Regions from separate parts of the Mus musculus genome. Here all the other regions are linked to region 2. Evidence: chromatin contacts called from public HiChIP or PLAC-seq data. All regions are on one chromosome and are shown on one strand. The core of a region is the stretch at or near the end of the contact, and the rest is flanking DNA. Distances in the headings are between cores, read along the strand shown.

Region 1 (4,327 bases), core at 768-3,267, 610 kb before region 2:
TTCTACTTTCCCAGAGGGGCAGGTCTTTGTGGAAATTGAGGAAGGAACCCATGAGAAGAATGGAGAGCCTTGTGCTTATGATTCATAAGTGTCCAGACCAGGGTGGAGGCCTTGTGAGGGGATGACCTTATGATGAGAAGGAACAAGAGCAAAAGCCAGAGGCAGAAGCTGAAGATGGGGGCTGCCAGAGGGGCTTTTTCTGAATGTGAGAAATGAATACATGGGCAGATTTTGCAACACCCCCACAGCCTGCTGCCTTCTTGCACGTGTTCCCAGTCTCTGCCTGTTCCCTTGGCTCACCCTGCGCTTCCTCTCATCTCTCACCAAGCCCCTTTCTACTTCAGTTTTCTCATCCTTCCCCCATCCTGTCCCTTCTGTCCCGCCCCCACAACCATGTTCACCCTTCCCTGTTTCCTCTGTTTTCTTCCCTCATGCCCTGTTCATCTCTCTTCTGGTCCCTCTGGCTGCTTGTTTGGCCCTTGTCCTGTGCTTTAATGTGGACCCATGGGAATTGGAGTTCACAGCAAAACAGGAAGAGCCTGTGAGCAGGAAACTGGGAATGGGGCATGGGATGAATGGCCAGCAGTAACCTCAACGCCTGCTTCTCACATCTGAATTGAAGCATCTGCAGCCCACCAACCCTGCTGACCACCAGCCCTGCTGACCACCGATCTTGGCTTCTTCCATCTCAGTACTTCTCCTTCAGACTGGAGAATGTTCTGGACTCAGACACAGGAAGAAAAGAGCCCGGAGAAAAGACATCTGAATTCTGATCTCAGTTTGGCCAATGTGTGGTCTTGGGCAAGCTTACAAACAGCAGTGTGCGCTGTAAAACAGAGCCGTTTACTCTTTAGTAAAAGGCGAAAGATTTTAGAGCCGTTTACTCTTGGCGCTCCCTCAGGAACCAGGAGATAATGAGAGATTTGTATATGGCAACAAAGATTCAGAAAGTTGACAAAGCTTCAAGGTTCAAGGTTATGGGAAGACAAACCACTAAAGGAACTGGGAGTGGACAGATAATCCCCGCCCATCCTTGGACATTACTGTGACACACTGTGTTGATCTTTATTCTCACATTGATCATATGTGGCAAAACTATCATCATCGTCGTCATCGTCCCCATCTTAAAGAAAAAGAGAGGTTCAGAGACATTAAAGAAAAAGAGAGGTTCAGAGACATTAAAGAAAAAGAGAGGTTCAGAGACATTAAAGAAAAAGAGAGGTTCAGAGACATTAAAGAAAAAGAGAGGTTCAGAGACATTAACTTGCTCAGTCAAGATGGCCTAGTTGGATGGGGCAAAGTTCAGCACAGAAGTGCTTTCCTAGCCTAGGTTATAGCCCTCCCTGCGTTGTAACTGTAACACGGAGGTTTGAACCCAGAACCCTAAAGAGAAATGATTGTGGTGAATTGGAATGAATGCAAGCTAACAAGTGTGGAACAGAAGAGAGAGCCATTTGTTTGTTTGTTTGTTTGTTTACTTATTCAACAAAAAGAAACATAGTCTCCTCTCTAAACCAGCTGCTGATCCCCTTGGGAGATTAAATCAGAAAGGCATGATGTATTCCTTCAGGGCTAAATCTCTTGTCCCAGGAAGCAAGGCAGGAAAGCTATGGCTTTAGAGTCAGTAGATCTTGACACCATCTCAGATGGGGCTGTTCCGTAGATGAGGTTGCCTTCTTATCTATGGGGGGGGGGGTGTCTATTCTGGACTGGCCCCTGGGTTGCTAATGTCTGCTTCTCTCACTCCTCCCCCAGGCCTCTTTTTATTGGCCTCTTCCTTTCTCTGTCCCCCTCAGGGCATCCACACACAAACTCACTGGAAGGCCCAGCACCTGCCTGTCTTCACCCTTGGAGTTCTACTGGCTTGGCTCAGTCCTGGGGCTAGTGGGGAGAGCTTGGCGCCTTCCCAGAGGCAGGGGAGGAGGGAGGCTGGGAACACAGGCTGGGGCTTGGTGTCGCAATTCCGGGCCGTGCCGGGACCTTTGCTCCGCGAGGTGTCTTTGGGAGGAGGGGGGAGGGAACGCTGACTCTGGAGGCTGCTGGGATTAGGGTGGGGGTGACTGAGAAGCAGTCCTTCTGTCAGAGCAAAGAGCCTCCAGGGTGAGGAGAGGAAGGAGAGAGATGGAACTAGACCGGTCTGCGGGGAAACGCGACAGTTTTGGTAGAGGGTAGGGGACAGGGTGGCGCCGGCTAAGAGGGTGGCCGGCCGGGGAGGAGTTAGTCTGGTGGGGAAGCTACCTCGTGGGCGGGGGCCTAATGAAGCTAAGAGTCTTGGGTCGCCAGTAGGAAGGACCCCTTGGCAGTCCCTCCCCTTGGCCTTTTCCTACATTACTGCTTCTCCCTGCTGGCCCCTGTGCGCTCAGCTCTTGTCACTGGCTGCCCGCTGCGGCCTCGAAGGCCAGGTACTGCAACACCCTCTTCTCCCAGCAAGGGGGCTCCAGAGACTACGCAGCCGGGAAGTCTGGTGGCCTGGGGATTCGGCGAGTCTGCTCAGTGGCTGGGGGGCTCTATCCTTGCATCTGGGTGGGGAGGGATGTGATGGGAGGATGTTCTAGAAGTGAGGAATATCTAACGGGACATCTGGGCGGGGATAGAGTTTTACTAAGTCTCAGAAGAACTGGAGGGGTTCTGGGAGAGGAGGCCCGCTACTGGTGAGATTCTTGAGACAAGAACTTAATACTAGGACTTCAGTAACGGCAGGGAAAAGATTATAATAAACAGACCCATAGAGTGAGCTTCGATCCAGTCTTGTGGTTCTGCCAACTTTGGCTTGCCCTAATGTCAGACCAGATGGAAGGACCCTCCACTCAGCCTGGAGACAGGCGCAGAAAAGGATAGAACAAAGCTGAGAACGCAAACAAGTCAGGATTCTACTCTTGGCTGGACCACCTCCACCTGTCTGTCTATAGGCAGTTTCCTTAATCTCTTTGAACCTTAATTTGCTTATCTTTAAAATGAATTTAAGAATAGGCCTGACAGGGTGGAGGTTGTAGAGTTCAATGGCCAACCATTTGCCTAGCCTGCCTGAAGTGTCCTGGGTTCAATCTTTAGAACTGGGAAAAAATTTATATATATAAATGAATGGGAGAGAGAGAGAGAGAGAGACTCCTGAATTCAGCCAGGTTGGTGCTGCATGCCTTTAATCCTGGCATTCGGGAGGCAGAGGTAAGTGGATTTGAGTTTGAGGCTAGCCTGGTTTACACAGAGAGAATTCAAGGACAGCCAGTACTACATAGAGAAACCCTGTCTCGAAAAACAAACCAACCAATCAAACAAAGAAATCCGGACTTCATAGGGATATAGTAAAGAAGGCTTCATAGGCTAATCTATGAGAAGTAAATGTCAGTCGATGCTGTGAGGACAGAAAAAAGGCACAGGGCACAGAAGGGAGCCCAGGCCTAGTTCTGGAAATGTGTAACCTGGCTTGTTCCTGCAGGACAGTGTCTTGGTAATGTCCAGGGCTCCAGGAAGAGATGTCCTTGTGGCTGGAGGCCTCAATGCCTGATGTTTCTCCTGGTAAGCTGTTTTATTCAAACCTTCTCCCCGGAGCCCAGGTCTCTGGCTCCTCTCCTACCTCAGGAATCAGCCCCCTCCCCTCACTGCATCCAGCACCCCTTAGAAGCACTGCCAGATCTAAGTGTTGCTCAAACCCTTTCCCCTGGTTCTAGTGCTTGGTCAGTGAAGTCCTCAGTCTGGGCTTGCTTTTCTGGGAAAGCTGACACGTCTCATGCTTAGACAGCTCTGGCTTTGAGAGTTCTGTCCGCTCTATGAAGTGGATGCCCTCCATCATCCCCCCAGGGGGCAAAGGCTAGCACCTTTAAGATCATTTAAGATCTTGATGTACTAGTTGGGCAGTGGTGGTACACGCCTTTAATCCCAGCACTTAGGAAGCAGAGGCAGTTGGATCTCTGTGAGTTCAAGGTCAGCCTGAACTACCCAGAGAAACCTTATTGTGTGTGTGTGTGTGTGTGTGTGTGTGTGTGTGTGTGTGTGTGTGCGCGCGCGCTTGTGTAGGGTGTCTTGATATGCAAAGGGCTGCAACCAACACCAGTCTTCAATCCTACGGAGTACTGGAATCTGAAATCATGAGCTGTGGCTTAGCTACCTTCTTTTTCTGTTTGTTCTTTGTTTGCTTTGAGACAGGGTTTTTCTGTGTAGAGTGGCTGTCCTAGAACTTACTCTGTAGACCAGGCTGGCCTCAAATGTAGAGATCCACCTGCTTCTGTCTCTCAAGTGCTCGGATTAAAGGTGTGCACCACCACACCTGGCTAGCTTGCTTGCCTTCTAAGGGTAGAGTTGAGTTTGTAGTTTCCCAGCCAAGACACTT
Region 2 (4,669 bases), core at 851-3,350:
GAGACTGTGGTATCCCTTTGCCTAGGGAATGATTCTTCCCTAGTCTGTCTTTGCAAAGAATCCATGTTCCCCATCAGGTAACCACACATTTTAAGAGCCCCAGCTCCTACAATGTACTGAACATGCTAGGCATCGTGAAGATGCCACAGAGTAGGCAGAGGAGATGAGGTCCCGCCCACAAGGAGTTTCCAACTAGCACTGTTCAGGGTTCATTTCTCATACAGAGTATCAGTTCATCTTGATTTGTTTATTATGCACGTATTAACCCCTTCTCAGAGAAGGCTGTTAGTTCTTAAACGGTCACTACCTCTTAAATGGGGGCATACATTCTACCCAGTAGGAAATCAAAGGGCATGCAGGAGTTCATACCCCTGTTGACAGAACCAAGATGTGAATCTGTGGCAACTGGGATGGTGCAAGGTCTGTGAGGATCAGGGGCAGGTACAGTTCTATTAGCATTATAACTCCTTTCCTCTGGGCACCATGGAAGGTGCTTTATTTATTTATTTGTTTATTTTTATTTTTTAATTTTTTTGAGATGAAGTCTCTTTATGATGTTACCCCAGCTGTCCTGGAAATCACTCTGTAGACCAGGCTGGACTTGAATTTACCTCCTCCTGTTTCTGCCTCCTGATTGCTGTGACTAAAGCTGTGTGCTACCATGCCTGGCTGGTGTGAGTGCTTTTAAAAAACACCTGTTTCTGCCTCAAGAAGAGTGAGGCAGGGAGGAACATAACTCCTGTGGGCTGTGATAACCAGATAGTGTTTAATCAAATGCAAAATACCAGAGGACAGGTGCAGCCCCTTTCCCCTCTGTTCTCTGCGTGAAGCTGGGACTCTGAGGCCCAAGGGATGCCTAGAAGCAGGCTGGACACCTGGTGGTCTACATTCCAGTTCTCATAGGGTCCAGACTAGATTCACTTCACTATCTTGGCTGCTCAGGTCTTCCCAAATAGAACGCTCCTGTTTCTCTGTTTCTCAGAAGGTCAAGGTTGAAGAATCTGCCTTCTGATTTTTTTTTTTTTTTTTTTTTTTTTTTTTGCCAAGTTGCTCCCACTTCCTGCCACACTGCTCCCCTCTCTCTGCCCGGTGAAACCCAACCATCCATCAAAGCCCAGCTCAAGTGTCACCTCTTCCTTTGGTCAGAATCAGTCTTTCCCTCCCTAGCATGCCTTGGTTTGGTACTGTCTGTCATTACTTCTAGGTGCAGTAGATAGAGCTCTTTGGTTTCCTCTCGTGAGCCTGGGCACAGTAGCAGTATTCGTGGTAATTTGTAACTCCTTTCAGATCAGGACTTGTGATGACAGCTGCCAGATGGGCTCACCTTATGTCCCACCCTCTTTGGGACTTTACCCATGATCTCATTTAATCGCCAGGCAAGTCTCGGTAGACAGGTACCCGTAGTATCTTCCTGTTACACAGGAGCATAGAGTGGTCAAGAGAGGTGAGGCATCTCTCTCCAAGTCACACAACCAGGATTACACAGTTAGTATATAGCACAGCTGGGCTTGCCATATGCCACAGCTGGGGCTCTAATCACTGGACCAGCTTCTGTGCAGGCTCTCTGACTTCCTGGCCCAGCGTCTGGGGAGAGAACAGAATACATGGTGTGCTTCCAATAGTTTCGGGGGGTTCACCCACACCCTCCCCCAAAGCCCACCCACGGGCCAGGCTTCACCAGATTGCGGTCTAGAAGCAAGCACGACTGTGACCTGGGCAAGAGGCACGCTCAAGCCAGAGCCAGGGAGGGAGTCCCAGGCTGAAGAGTCCCTACTGACCCATCCATACTAGCTCGTGGCTCTGGAACAGTGGAGCAGCGTCCCGGGTCCCGAGTCCCAGGAATGTGGGAGGGCTAGGCGGACAGGGAGGGGGCGCTTCCTCCGGCCGCGGGAGGGGAGACGCCAGAGCGTGCACCGGGCTCGCCACCGCCCACTCCCCGCCCGCCGCCAGCTCGCTGGGGGCGGGGGCCGCGGCGAGAGGGCGGCGAGGGGCCGCGGAGCACGGCAGCGGCCGGCCCGCCCGAGCGGGAGGAAGCGATGAATATTCAGAGGGGGAGGGGAAGAGAGGGGGCCGAGCGCTCGGCGCGGCTCCCTGCAGCCGGAGCCGCATGACGCGCGGAGGAGGCAGAGGGAGCAGCCGGGGCCGCGGGAGCCGGGAGCTGGGAGCCACGCGCGGAGGGTGGGCGCCGCTCGCTCCGCCCCGCGAAGCCCCTGCGAGTCTAAGGCCGCGGCCGCTCCGCGCCAGGCGCGCTAGGCTCCGCCGTGTGGCCGCCGCCGCCGCCGCTGCCATGTCCCCGGGGAAGCCCGGGGCGGGCGGAGCGGGGACTAGGCGGACCGGCTGGCGGAGAAGGAGGCGGAGGCGTCGGCTGGAGACGGAGACGAGGGCGCCCGGCTTCGGGCACACGGCGGGGCGCGTCCCGGGCACGTTCCAGGGCGCGCAGGGCATGAAGCCCGCGGCGCGGGAGACGCGGACACCCCCGCGCTCGCCCGGGCTCCGCTGGGCGCTGCTGCCGCTGCTGCTGTTGCTACGCCAGGGCCAGGTAAGCTCTCGAGTGGGCCTGGGCGTGTGGTAGGAAGACGCGGGCCGAATTGGCATCGCCTGCACCTGCCCGGGTGTCACCCGTTCCAGGAACACCCGGCGAGGGTCTGAGAGATCGTGGTCCTGGGAGCCTTCCTCCTGGAGGAGGCTGGCAGGGATCTTGGCCAGCCTCCTGCTCCCGCCACTCAGCCCCTTCCCTGGCTCCCGGGTGCCAGGGGAAGGGCAGGATTCCGGGGTCCCCAGGGTGTCCCCCGCCGTGCCCGTTGACTCTTCCATAGAAGCTCCCGCATGGGCTGCAGGCGGCGGTGGCCCGGCCTTTCCCGGAGCTGGTCACGTCTGGCCAGCGCGGGCCCTGCTTGCGCGCCCGAAGCGGCCGGAGGGGGCGTGTTTGCGGAGGGCTGTGGATGCGGAGCAGGGACGGCCTGGCTGAGCCGAGGCCGACCTACGACCCGGCCTGGAGGGGCACGAGGGCTTGGACAGAAGGGCAGTGGCGGTGGCCGGGTGCTTGGGGACAGGCCCTGGCGCTGGGCGGTGGGCGAAGCGCCGGACTCAGAACCGAGGGCGCTTTTTGTGGGGGAAAGTTCCCAGCCTTGCCAAGGTGGCCGCTCAAAGGCGTCCCTTGAGGCTGCTGGCTCTGTTCTCATCATCGCTCCTGAGATAGTGCTGGCTTTTCTGGGTGTGCATTCGTGCTTTGTGGGCGCTAGCTATACCCCTCCCCTCCAGACTTTTCTTTTCTTTCTTTTTTTTTTTTCCTTGCTTCACTTTTTTTTTTCCGATAATGGTGGGACTCGAATTTTGGATCTTTTCTCTCAGTGGTATTTTCATGGCAGGGGATGTGATGCAAGGCAGCTGGGGGGACATTCCCATTTTGCAGATAGGGAACTGAGGGAGAGAAGTGAAAGAGTGGAATCACCCAGCTGGTGCTGCGGGAGCTGAGCAAGCGAGTTCTGCCTCACAGCCTTCTGGGAACTGGCTGTGGTCTTGAACTCTGCAGCTGAAAGTGGCCTGGAGGATGCTCTTGTCTTGCTTTTTGCTAATGAAAGTCTCACTTGCTTTATAGGTACCAGCTCTAAACAGACAGTGAGACACAAATGAAGCATAGGCTGGGGATGGAAACTGACTTTGAGAGAAAGCTTTGCACACACACAGACACGGGAGGGAGGGAGGGAGGGAGGGAGAGAGAGAGGGAGAGAGGGAGAGAGAGAGAGAGAGAGAGAGAGAGAGAGAGAGAGAGAGAGAGAGAGAGAGAATGAGAATATGAATTGTTCTAGAGGAAACATAGGCACTGGGGCAGCAGAGCAGGCGGGCAGAAGAAGGGAGCCTGAGTCTGGGCCTGAACTAATTGTCAGCAAGGGTAACTTATAGTTTCTAAAGCAGGATTTGCACAGGACTCGTGGTGTTGTCCCCAGCAAATAATTCTTTACTGGACTGGGTAAGAGCTGAGTCTGAAGAAGAACCAGAGTTGATTTTGCCCCTTTTCCCCAATTCCATCTTTAGCAAAAAGCATCTGCAGGAATGGGGGAGGGGACACACCATTTCATAGTAGAATTGTTTGAATGGCTTCCATTGAAGAGTGAAAGAATTTTGTAAATATATATTATATATGTACACCACTTTTCATATAAAGCCTTTTCAGATGGGATTGGGGATTTATTGGGGAACATTGTGGATGGGCTGTCTTCATCCTTTCCCTGTAGGAAATTCATGCACAGCAGTCTTTGACGTTAAAGAAAAAGAACTGCTTCTTATTTGAAGTTCCCCTTCTCCAAGAATTCGCTATGCAGACTAGGGTGGCTTCAAGCTCATTGAGATCTGTTTGCTTTTGTGTTCCATGTACAGGATGGTGTGGTCTTGAAATTCTCTTGAACTAAAATTTATATTATAGAAACATTTGAGCTACATTTCTCTTTAGTTTAATTTGATTATACATATGTATATGTATGTATCTGACTTTTGTTTCAACAATAGTAGAAGTTGCAAGCTGTGCTTTGAATCAGCAAAAAGTATCTTGGGTAAATTTATCTCTTGCCCAATCCTTCCTTGTGTTTCTTTAGCACATTGCTACCCTCCGCCTGCCTTGGGTTTGCTTATTTCCTTCCTCTAGTTTGTTCTGTAGAAACTCGAGAGTCCT
Region 3 (4,251 bases), core at 1,182-3,681, 680 kb before region 2:
ATTCTGAACTACAAACACTCTCTGAGACATTGTACCTAAACACAAGAATTTATGTCATGATCACAAAAGGGTATATACAGCCTTGGTAAGTAAAGCATTTATCAGAGGAAACATCCCTGTGGTACTCACCTGAGTATGTTCTGTGAAGAAATCAGAGTCTTTCTTCTCTGGAGAGTGACTTGGAGCACTGTTCATACTGTCTATCCAAAGCTGGAAGAGAGGAGACACTGAAACTCAGGGCTGTTACTATCTCTTATCCCAGCACCCTAGCCCAGGAACCAGCACTCACATCAGTACCATGCCTAGTCAGAGCTGCACTCCCTAACTGCCGGATCTTCTCTCGGTACATCTGGGCAGCTCGGCTCGTATATTTGGTGTTAGCATCATTGGCCATACATCCGTGTTGGCGGAAAAAAGCAGTCTGGAGAGCAAAGAGAAGGAGTAATATGTATGTGCAAATACTCTCGCCAAAGAAAACTGTATTCACACTATAGGAGACACATTACTAAACAATTGGGCTATTATTTATTCAGGATGACACACTACTGACATCAGCAGGTTTTCAAAGAGGTAAACGTCTTCCAAGATTTCTTCTCAAAACAAGACAGAACAACAAAACCTTTTATTTGTATTTATTCCATGTGCACCCCAGCATGTGTGCAGAGGTCAAAGGCCAAGTCCATGGAGTTGGTTCTCTCCTTCCACCTTATGTGGGTTCCCTCAACTGAATGAACTCAGGTTACCAGCCTCCCTCAATAAACACCTTCACTCACTAATTGACCTCCTCCAAAATTCCTCAAAAAACCCAAAAACCACCATGCCAGCCCCTCCCCGTAAGAGCAGGGAACAAGGTCTAGGGGACTGAAGAATGTATGTACTTCTCTGTTCAGCTATCCTCCCTCCAGGAGCCCACAAAACCCCAATGACTATGGAGACACTGCTACTGCCAGAGAGCACCTGTCTAGTTCAGTTTGTATTTCCTTTTTTTTTTCTTTTAATTAGGTATTTTCTTCATTTACATTTCAAATGCTATCCCAAAAGTCCCCCAAGCCCCCCCCCCCAGTTTGTATTTCATTAAGCCTCTTTGAAAGAAGCTGTTTAAATTTTTCTGAATTTAGAAAAGTGTGTGGCATGTTCCAGAGCTGCAAACTCTCGGAACAGAGAAACCAAACTCACTTTGAGAAATCAAGGAAAAGTTAAATACCCAGGCAGAAGGATGGGGGTGGAAGAAGGTAAAGGAACGTTACCGCATTGGCATTCCCGCCGACCTGCATACACCTCAGCTGCAACCAGCTCCAGTTCGAATCCAACTCTGTGGACCTGTGTACAAGGGCTGAGTGTCACCTTCCCTATCAAGACTAAACCTGTCATTCGGCCTCAGGCTTCTGTGGGTGTCCAGGAACCATCAGTCACTGTCCCATTTCCTCCTCTCTCCCCTGTATTTGAAATCATTGCGCTTCGCCTAATCCAAAGGGTACTAATTATTTCTGAAAAGGAGATCCGAAAGGAGGTCGACTTCTGAGAAATGCAGGCACGGGTTTGGCTCTTCTTAAAGTTTGGTCAAAGTCGCACTGGAGACCTACTGGGCCAATCTTTCTGCAATAACAAGGTCAATGCATCTAAGCTCTCCCCCAAACTGATGCTGAGTACCATGTTAACTGTGAAGAGAGAAGTCTACAGAGGTGGAACCCCCCGCCGCCCTCCGCCCGCAAGCCCCCGCTGTAGGCTACCAGAACTCCCGCCAGGAGAAATCCAAACATCAAATTCAGGAAGGTCCAAGTCCAGGCGCCCTCTCCCCGTCGCTGACCACGCACACAGCCCCCGTGGAGGCACAGCACCCTCACACAGAACCTACCTGATAAAGCTGAGATGGACACCCAAGGAGCGATGCACTCCGGAGCAGTCAATACACAAAAATACACCGTAAGTGATGCTGGCCCAACTAGGACTCTTGGCGCCACAATCGAAACAGGCCTAAGTGGAAAAGACGACAAGCGAACGGTTAGGGCCCAGAGTCGAGGCCCGGCGCTAGAAACCACAAGAAAGCCTCCAACCTCCGTCCTCGCCCTCCCTCAGACCCCAGGGGACAAGAGACGTCTTCTCCGCCGGCGTCAGGACCCGTACCCCGCCCGCTCAAGCACCTTGTTGGTGGGAATTGCGCGAAGTCTCTTAAAAATAGTCTGGATTTCGGTCTTGCTCGGGCTCGCCGCCATTTTCTCTCCTTCCCAGACACAACCGCGACCGACAGGTCCCGGCGCGGGCCAATCCTCGGCGGCGAAGGCAGGCTCACCGCGCCGGTCACGACAGGGCCCCGACCCGCCTACGAGTGGAGTGATTCGACCAGATCTGGGCCAATGAACGTCGGGCGGGGCTGAAACATGACGTTAGCAGCCGGGAGCTCCACCACGGGCCTGAGAGTGAACGCCGCGCTGCGCCTGGCCAATCCGCAGCCCGAGCGGGCGACGGCTCGTGGACTGGCCCAAACTTCCTCACGAGTTCCTGCTGGACCCGGGTACCCTACGTACCGCTCGACCACTGGCTGTAGGCGTCAGGCAGAGAGCCATGGTAACAGACTCTGTGATGGACGAGTAATGATTAACAATCTCCCAAGTGCTCATAGCCCCATCCGGAAGGCATTGGCAGGGCTCCAGCTCAGCTCACAATCCAGCAACTGGCCTAGAGCAGAGGCCAGCACACAACAACCTTGATCACCAAGTCCCTTCCAGTCCAGATTGCACTCCTGAAATTCCGGGGCAGATACCAGGAGGCAACTGCCTGCCCAATCCCAGTTCCATAACACATGGCACGCCCACGGGCCGACCCCGTGCCTCCCACCAGCAAGAGTAGGCTATCAAAAGACGCTCACAACACTTGATGGGGTTTTTATTCTTAATCAAATTTAATGCACACTACAAGTCACAAAAGAAGGTGCTGCCAGCCTCAAACTACATTCTCCCCAACCTCACCCCAGGAACTCCTAAACAGTTTAGGAGCTGGATCCTCCCACTCTGGGATGACCCAAATGTTCCCGAGGAGGCTCGGGCACCTCTCGACCCTCCATCATTCCAACCTCCAACTCTAGACACAGACCCCTGCCCTTCATGGGCCCTGAGACTTCCTCCTGTGGGAAAAGAGAGACAGCAGCAGCACATGGTTCAGGGCCTTCAGGTCCAGCAGTCCAGGAAGGGTTAAGCTCTGGCCCAGGTCAGAGAGACGCCTTGGTAGGGCTGTCAGGGCACTCAGGCGCCCACACATTCTACGTAATTGGCAGGGTACAGACCAATGCGGCCACTCTGCAGCTGGCCCTGGCACCAGCCCTGCTCATCCTCCTCGCTCATCTTCAGCAACTCTTCCCCTGAAGAAAGACAAAACAGTCATTGCCCAAAGCACTGGCTTTACTGGTCTCAAAACTAGGTCATGGACTGGGGGATGGAATAGCACAAGGGCCGACAAACTGGAGGATACCCAACTCAGACCAGGATAGGACACAGCCAGGAAAAGCCACCCAACCTTAGACCCCAGGGAGGCAACTGTCAGGCTGCAGCTGGACCCTGAGCAGCCTGTGAGGATGGAGTCCCTGGCTTTCTTCGTCTACAGCCCTGCTCTAGCAAGTAGGACGGGGGCTGAAGTGGGAAGGACCATGAAAGGGCCCAGCATACCTGCTCGGAAGCTCAGCTCATCAGCCTCCTGGCCAGCATAGTCATAAAGCGCCCGTACCCTCACCCCAGTGGCAACTTTCCGGGGACTCTCCTCATCTGACCAGTCCTCGTCCTGCCCGCTACTAGAGAGGGGAACACAAGGGGCACAACTCAGGGCACAAGACCCACTGTATCCAGTACTCAAGACAAAGGGCTTGGCTGCTTGGCGGCGGGCAGGGAGGAGCCAAGTGAACAGCCATCCTGCTGCCACTCACTACTGTGGATACAGGTCTATCTCTGTGCACAGGACTGTTATACAGCCAAACTTCGAGAGACACCGGACCATGGAGCAAATCTAAACCTCGGTGAAATTAACTCTCCCAAGATGGCCGTCGGGCACTGATGTGATAGGAAAGCAGGAAGAAGTGGTAACAAGCAAGCCATAGAGCCCGGTCTTGGTTTTGTTCAGGATCCCGGCTCTCACCCCGGGGACGATGGGGACTGGGGTGGGGGTGCGGTGCCATCTCTTGTCGGTACAATGCTGGTCAGAGTAACCTCATCTGGGCTCCGGCCACCCTTCTCCTTGCGGCTGATGGCTCTCTGTGTGTCTAAC

Evidence for each region. HiChIP or PLAC-seq counts read pairs in DNA pulled down with a chosen protein or histone mark.
Region 1: a contact with region 2 is called in an HNF4G HiChIP or PLAC-seq map of pancreatic cancer cells. The contact joins the promoter of Nr1h3 here to the promoter of Ptprj in region 2. A contact is called at or near these places in 1 of 39 promoter capture datasets (pre-B cells) and 1 of 115 datasets of contacts at active chromatin or transcription factors (pancreatic cancer cells).
Region 3: a contact with region 2 is called in a FOXA1 HiChIP or PLAC-seq map of pancreatic cancer cells. The contact joins the promoter of Arfgap2 here to the promoter of Ptprj in region 2. A contact is called at or near these places in 1 of 115 datasets of contacts at active chromatin or transcription factors (pancreatic cancer cells) and 1 of 9 other capture datasets (adipose tissue).

Annotation. Positions count from the first base shown.
Region 1 is chr2:91,192,806-91,197,132 of GRCm38.p6, reverse strand. Nr1h3 (nuclear receptor subfamily 1, group H, member 3) reads left to right here and starts at 2,017. Exons shown (of 10, transcript NM_001177730.1): 1 at 2,017-2,168; 2 at 3,437-3,516. The coding sequence starts at 3,474.
Region 2 is chr2:90,578,026-90,582,694 of GRCm38.p6, reverse strand. Ptprj (protein tyrosine phosphatase, receptor type, J) reads left to right here and starts at 2,100. Exons shown (of 24, transcript NM_008982.6): 1 at 2,100-2,539. The coding sequence starts at 2,444. Gm46752 (vegetative cell wall protein gp1-like) reads right to left here and starts at 1,940. Exons shown (of 3, transcript XR_001783391.2): 1 at 1,779-1,940; 2 at 1,325-1,584.
Region 3 is chr2:91,263,295-91,267,545 of GRCm38.p6, reverse strand. It overlaps Arfgap2 (ADP-ribosylation factor GTPase activating protein 2), which reads right to left and starts at 2,431. Exons shown (of 16, transcript NM_023854.2): 1 at 2,142-2,431; 2 at 1,856-1,974; 3 at 1,248-1,320; 4 at 290-421; 5 at 130-210. The coding sequence starts at 2,213. Pacsin3 (protein kinase C and casein kinase substrate in neurons 3) reads right to left here. Exons shown (of 11, transcript NM_001289678.1): 9 at 4,123-4,251; 10 at 3,660-3,781; 11 at 2,866-3,355. The coding sequence ends at 3,240.